Linked DNA regions of Sus scrofa: region 2 is linked to region 1. The links are chromatin contacts, called in public HiChIP or PLAC-seq maps. All regions are on one chromosome and are shown on one strand. Each heading gives the region's core, a stretch centred on a gene start, on an enhancer-like site or on the middle of the called end of the contact. The rest is flanking DNA. Distances are from core to core; before and after follow the strand shown. Region 1 overlaps LOC110255527 (a long non-coding RNA gene). Region 2 overlaps C9H1orf21.

The links. HiChIP or PLAC-seq counts read pairs in DNA pulled down with a chosen protein or histone mark.
Region 2: an H3K27ac HiChIP or PLAC-seq map of skeletal muscle shows a contact between it and region 1. The contact joins two enhancer-like sites. A contact is called at or near these places in 4 of 47 Hi-C or Micro-C datasets (epiblast stem cells, psoas muscle and skeletal muscle) and 1 of 2 datasets of contacts at active chromatin or transcription factors (skeletal muscle).

The regions. Positions count from the first base shown.
Region 1 is chr9:125,475,787-125,479,317 of Sscrofa11.1, forward strand. It overlaps LOC110255527 (a long non-coding RNA gene), which reads right to left. Exons shown (of 2, transcript XR_002335969.1): 1 at 2,667-3,531. Among named protein-coding and RNA genes, the nearest start is that of C9H1orf21, 140 kb to the right of the region's middle. Within about 2 kb of position 1,890, at least 7 of the 83 cell types and tissues checked have an H3K27ac peak or open chromatin away from gene starts, as enhancers often do. A contact at or near this core is called in skeletal muscle, where this site is marked.
Region 2 is chr9:125,716,723-125,720,180 of Sscrofa11.1, forward strand. The region is part of intron 2 of C9H1orf21; the gene reads left to right. Among named protein-coding and RNA genes, the nearest start is that of C9H1orf21, 110 kb to the left of the region's middle. Within about 2 kb of position 1,594, at least 3 of the 83 cell types and tissues checked have an H3K27ac peak or open chromatin away from gene starts, as enhancers often do. A contact at or near this core is called in skeletal muscle, where this site is marked.

The DNA.
Region 1 (3,531 bases), core at 640-3,139:
AGCTACTTAAGCCAGTGCCCCACAACTTTCCCACTGCTTCGGAGGTGGCCTGGTTGTTCTCTATCCCTGATAATAGCGTTTGGCCTGTAAAAGCTAAGTCCAGTACAATATTTGCATAAGAGTTCAAGGCAACAGAGGATTTGTCATAAGGCAGTGGGTGATTAATTGTCAAATGAACTGCACAGACAGCCATGTTCTTACAGGAATGGAACCTTCCTGGGTTGTTTCTGGGAGTAAGTAGGGCATACATTATAAACAGGTGTAAATGAACAAGCTGGCTGAGAGGAAGGAGCTTGGAGTGGACACAGGAAATCCAAGGAATTTGCCTCTGGTGGGCAGTGACCAACGGTACCACACTGGAAATACTGAGCCATGAAGAGCTATTGCCATTGAAATTAGTCAAAAAGAGTTGAGTATCGATTATTTCATATGGTTCACCTTAAACTTTTGGAGGATTGGTAAACATTTTTATACTGAAAATATAACTTTTAAACTGAAAAGTTAACGTGGCTCTTTAAAATATAACTTTTAACCTGAAAAGTTAACGTGGCTCTTTCTGTGAATTGGAAGATACATCTGGAGCATAGTTTTGGTATCTTATTTGGCCATTAGTACTGACAGCTAACACTCATGGCATCCCTTCCATGTACGCTCCTCAGTACATGGCTTGTCTCATTTCAAATTCATAAAAGCTGTGAATTAGGTTAATATTTATTTTATATAGGAAAGCAAGGCTCAGAAAAGTTCATTAACTTGCCCAAAGTTATACAGTTGGTAAGTGATGGACCAAGTCTGTGACTCGAATATGTATGTATAGATCAGAAAGAGATTCTAAAACCATAGCCAAGGTCACTATCACTGCTATTACTAAATATTAGCTTCAGTTCCAAACTTCCAAGCAGCCAAAGCAAAAAGTACAGCACCCAGTCAGTTAGTCTTCACTGCATTTTCAGGAGAGACAACATTTTTCCTGGCACTGAATTCTCAAAGGGGTGTCTCAAGCTGGCCCTTAATCATGGTAGTATCAGCAACACCACTTCCATATTCCATTCTGGTCTGCCCTCCAGTGAGGCCTCCTCTGAGAGCTCTGGTCTGGCTGCCCCATCTGAATCCACACCCTGTGCTCAAGCACTCGAGGAAATACAGCCTCTGATTCTGCCCTGGGTCTGGACCGGCTTTCTCTTAGTTACATGTTAAGATTGTATCTTCAATTCCTATCCGAAATGGGTATGGAAAATAACACACGAAAACTGTGCTTACTAGAAAACTGGACCCTGTCCCCTGCTCATTCGATGAGGACTTACTGAAAATCCACTCTCAGCAGGACACTGTTTAAGGCAAAAATCACGCAGCAGGGAACTGCACAGGTAACATTCTAGCCCTATGGAGCCTCTATTTTTGTGGGAGGGCAGATAACACATAAAGAAATAAATATATTCCGCCAGGTAAGGCTAGGTGCTGGGAGACACGTAAGCAGGCTACAGGAGAGTGTGTGCTATTTTAGGGAGGGCTTGCTCAGGAAGCCGCCTCTGCATGGCTCAGCTTTCATCTCATGCCTTTCTATCTGACTGCATCACCTTTTCCTTAGCAACACAACACGGAATAAACATTGCAGAACCAAATGCCTTCCACCAAGTTGACCACTGAGCAGGGCAGGAAAATGTTCTGCTACTATTTGAGGCAGAGATTTTTTTTTTGCCAAATTGCTCGAAACAAAAATAACTGTTCGTACCAGCCCAGTCATTTCAATGGTAAATCTAATCTGAACCTAAGTTGTTGAATCCACACTTTTTCTGAATTTCCTTCCTGGATGCCAGAATAGAGTCATTTATGTAGCCCTTAGTATGGGCCACACCCTCAATACATATTATTAGCTCATTGAATGAGATTCCAGTAATCACGAAAGAAAGAGGCAACAGAGCAGGTGGTTGGGAAGCCGGGCTCTGGAGTCTAGACCACCTGGGTCTATACCTGAACCCTAAGAATTCCTAGTTAGTGATTATAGGCAAGCTGTTTCACCTGAGACTGGTCTTCTTGTCTGTAAACTGGATGTGACAATAGTATGTACCTCAGAAGGTTATTGTGAGGGTATATATTAATTTGTATGTTTTGACATTGAGAATATATCCGGCATATAGCAAGTGCTTATTATTTTAACTCCAACTTACAGGTGAAGCTATGGAGACTCTGAGAGGTTAAGTAACTTATCTGAGGTCATACAGGTCATGAGTGGCCGTATCAGCATTTAAACCTAGGTTTTTCTGATTCCAAATTCATGCTCCTCCTTCTATGACTGCCTCTGTCGCCATCAGGAGAACTTAATGTTTCCTCTAAGAGATTTAGATCCAATAACCATAGCAAAATTATAGCGAAGTCAGAAGGGGTCATGAGAGACTGGGTCATAAATTGCACCAGTGAAAGATCGATCGGTAACATTTATCAAGTGCTGTTGTGCTCAAGGCCTCCCACTCAATAAACCCTGGTGACATAGGTCAAGTGGGTTTTGCCTTTGCCTGATTTTCCGCTTCATTCCTTCGTTTGTTTGTTTGTATAACACTTACCGAGCAGTGGGGGATTCCTAGGAATACATGAAATACTCCTGTCCATAGTTGGGGGTGGGGGGTGGCTGGGGAGAAAAGGGCAGAAAACGCAGGCAAATGACAAACCGGTAGAGTACGTGGTCAGATGCTCCAGATGGTGGCCCCTGTCACAGCAGGACTGGAATGAGAAGCAGGAGCACGGTTGGTCCAAGGTAGGGCCAGGCACAAAGAGTTTGATCTGGATCCTGCAGGAAGTGACCAGCATAAATTAGCCAGGGTCCTCTGAATCAATGGTGTCGCATTTAACACCTAGAAAAAAAAGGGTTACCGAAGTAAGTGATGGGCAAAAACATTACAAATTCAACACATGTTTTGGGGGTAAGCGTTGATGTGATGGCGCCATATTTATAAAATGGGTTTTAACCCAGCAGCGTTGTTACAGGAAGAAATCTGAATCAGACACTCTCATGTTAAAGAATTTCTTTGGTTCGGTGACTGTATCCATCAGGATGAGGTCAGAAAGTTTTAATAGATTAATAAAAAGAATTGTTAACCAGCTATGTTATCAACTAGGTCACTAAACAGTGTAAAGACAACTTGACTGCATCACAGAGGTGGCCACTGCCGGAAGCAGCTCTCATGTCTATGGACAGCAAGGAAAGAGGTTGGAATTATTAAAACTTAGAAACGGAGGCGCTGGGCTCTGTAGAGACCAGGACCTACGCCTCTGAGGAGAGAGTGCTGACCCACTGCTGGTGTCTCTTGGGGGACACCGCGAGGCTGGTTCTGCGAGGGTTGAAGAAATTGCAAACGGGACTCAGCTGCTGCTGCAGGAACGTGAGGAAGAGGGCTGGGATGCTCCTCCCAGGAGTAGGAAGCAGACGAGGAGTCAGAAAGTGGCACACAGGAAGGAGACTGTCCCTTCGTCCTCCTCTAGTCTTGCAGCATCTTTCTAGCATTTCCTCTGGCCGGGTTTAACAGAGAACTCACA
Region 2 (3,458 bases), core at 344-2,843, 240 kb after region 1:
GTAGTTTTTAATGTGCCAGACATTATTTGAAGTATTTTGGAGTTCCCTGGTAGCCTAGTGGTTAAGGATTGTGAGTTGTCACTGCTGTGGCTCAGTCAAGTTCAATTCCTGGCCCAGGAACATTTGCATGCTGTAGACCTGACCAAAAAAAGAGCCTTTTGGTGTGTGTGTGTGTTTTTTAATATTTTATTTTATTTTATTTTTTGTCTTTTTTTTTTTTTTTTTTTTTTTTAGAGCCGCACCCAAGGCACATGGAGGTTCCCAGGCCAGGGATTGAATCGGAGCTGTGGCTGCCAGCCTACGCCACAGCCACAGCCACACCAGATCCGAGCCATGTTTATGACCTACACCGCAGCTCACAGCAACGCCAGATCCTTAACCCACTGAGCGAGGCCAGGGATCAAACTTGCGTCCTCATGAATACTAGTCAGATTCGTTTCCTCTGAGCCATGATGGGAACGCCCACATTTTGTTATTTGTTAAGTCACTTAATCATAATACCTATGAGGTAGGTTCCAATAGGAACCTGTCAGTTTGGTCCCCAAATCTGTACATTTCACCACTGTGCCAGGCTATGTTATCTTCATGTCCTTTTTAACTTAGAGTTACCACCTGCATAGGTTTTAAAATATGAAAAGCGATGTGGTCAGGATGCTGGCTTACTGAGAGAAAGTTCTGTATTTTTATACACCTGTCGCCACTGGGAATATCGGCACACATAGTACTTACCCTCATTGGGGCTCATTACTGATGGCAAAGTTCTCCTGTCCCCACTTCTCAGTGCCAGTCCCACTTCTCGTCACACTGAATGTCAGGGCTCTGAACAGAGCCCTCACTTTGCTGACTCATGGGACCCTAGTTCAATGATTCGGTGTCATTCTGCCTGTCCCCTACACCCAGTAGGTTGCTTAACATTGAGAATAAATTGAAAGGTAGGAAATAACGTTGATATAAATCTCGCTTGTATGTTTATTTTTAGCTAATGGGCCTTGTCTTGCTGTTCATTTCAAAGCATACAGAGAAGGAATCATGTGGGCGACAGATTCCTAATTCGAACTTGAGCCATCTTCATCCTTTGTGAATTGAGTCTCGTCTCTCACTCCGCAGCTTTTCTGCTATAACTAATTATTTGCCGGAGTGACTTCTCTTAGAGAACACAGTGGTTTCCCCTAATGCAGCTGTTCCATTGCCAAGTGTTCAAAGGAAAAGCAATACGCTTTCAGCTCGGATAGAACTCTGACAATCAGAATTATTTATTTAAGAAATATTTATGGAGCAGTTGCCAGAAACTGACTGACTTTCACGAGGGGATGTAGCATGAACAAGACTGACCACCCTCATTTTGCTCACATCCTAGGGAGCGGCCCGGGCAGGAAACAGACCCATGGCCACACCGTCAGGTGGGGACGAGCACAGAGAGAAGAACACAGAACACACACGAGAGGGACGGGGTGGCTATTTTAGGTTCAGAGGTCAGAGGCGGTCTGCCTGAGCACTTGACCTTTGTGAGCAGAGACCTGAAGGCAGGGAGCAGGCCATGAGAACACCCAAGAACACAGTGTTTCAGGCCGAGGAACATCAGGGCCAGATTCCTGAGAGGGGCCAGCTGGTGGCTCCAGGAGAAAGCCTGATGCCCTCAGGTCGCCAGAGGGGAGGGTGATGCACTCAGAGAGGGCACCTCGGGTGAGACCGCACATTGCCCTGTAGCTCAGGGGTGGAGTCTGGATTCTATTCTAAACCTAATAGAAGCCAGAAGAAGGTTTGGGGATTGGGGGTGGGTGGTGCCGGAGTCTGACTTTGGCTTTTCCTTTAAAGGCTTACTCTGGCTGCTCTGGAGGGAATAGACTCGAATGCACAAGAGTGGGAGCAGGTGACCATTTAGAAGCTGGTTGAGGCAAGAGCTGCTGCTGGTCTGGTCTAGGGAAGCACTGCTGGAGCCAGTGAGGTGTGGTCAAAGAGAGCATCATTACAGCTTCTTAGTGCAGGGCTGGAGCGTAGGTGGAGTTTTTCACAAACAGGTGCTCCTCCTCTTCAGTGGTCTTCAAGTTCTGAAGCAAGACCATGTCCTGAGGCTTAGCACCACGGGGCGAAGAAGGAAGCCAGTATTGTGAAAGTAAAGACTTTTCCCGGGTGGGGCTATAAGGGTGAACAAGGTTGAAATTCTGCATCTGTGTTTTTTGCTTCGTTTTTTCGCCTTTTTGAGGCATATCCATTTGATGCTGGTGGGGGCGCAGGGAGCAGTGTAGCTCTGGTCTCACTTGAGTTTGCAGTGCTAGCGGGTACCTAAGCAAGGGGCACTGCCCCTGTGAAGCAAGTCGCTTCAGGGCTTCCGAACCTCCTGGGTGTCATGTGACTGTCCAGCATTTCATCTGCTCTGACGGACACTATTTAACATGAGTGTGAAGGGATCTTCCGACAGGACTCGTTTCTTCATTGTTAGCGAGTGGCTTGAGGCCAGGCGTGCCTGGAAGTCTGGTCTCCCCTCCCGTCCCCTGGCTCTCGCTTCACCCCAGCACTCTCTCTTCTGGGTCCCACACTCTGTTCCTCATGGGACTCTGGGCTCCGGTTTCTTCTTTCCCTGCCCTGCCCTGAGCTTTATTCCCTTCGATTTGGATAAATCCATCCTCCCAGCTCTGTTTCCTTTTACAAGTTCCCAGAATAGGAGCAATGTCCTATGAGACGCACCAGCGGATACACGCACGAAACAGAGGTCTCTGTAGGGGCAAATGACGCCCCCCGGAGACTTCCTCATTATGAATCACTTTTCCGATTTGCATTGTTACCTCGGAGGAAAAATCATGTCACACCCTTACTCATCTTCCTGCCCTCTCCTCACTCCCTCCACCCCCTGGGTAGCAGCATCAGTATCCACAATATTGATGGATGCTGATGCTGCTACCACAAGAGACGCTCTTGAGCGCTCAGTAGACTCTTACAGTAGAAGACAATTGCCTATGAAAAGTTAGGGTAAATGTGTAACCTTCTTGTTAGATACCCTCACTATTTGTAGAAAGTTGGGCTTGGGGGGGGGGTTGGTATGCTTCCTTAGATTGTGGGGAGAAGAGAAGTTGACAGGAAATGGAAGATGAAATTGTATATAAAGAGTCAAACGGCCAACTGGAAGGGGTAGAAAAAGGAACAGGTAACAGGAGGGCTGGGCAAAATGGGGTGTGGTAAGCCAAGGTCAGGTCTACCTATAAAACATCCCACAGGAGACAAATGAATCATCTCTAGGTGCTCCCAGTTCAGGGGAAGTTTTAAAAATTTCAAGTTGCATCTTAGATGGGTGACAAGGCTTGTTCCCTGGGCAGCAGTTGCCTCAAGTGGTGATGTTGGCTGCTTCTGGAAACTGACATGGTGAGGGTAGAAAAGGGGTGAGCCTACAATTCCTGCTTTTCTGGTCTGGCTCTGGGTGTATGTCTGCCACATCGCGTAGGAGCAGTAGGGAACTGTATCGC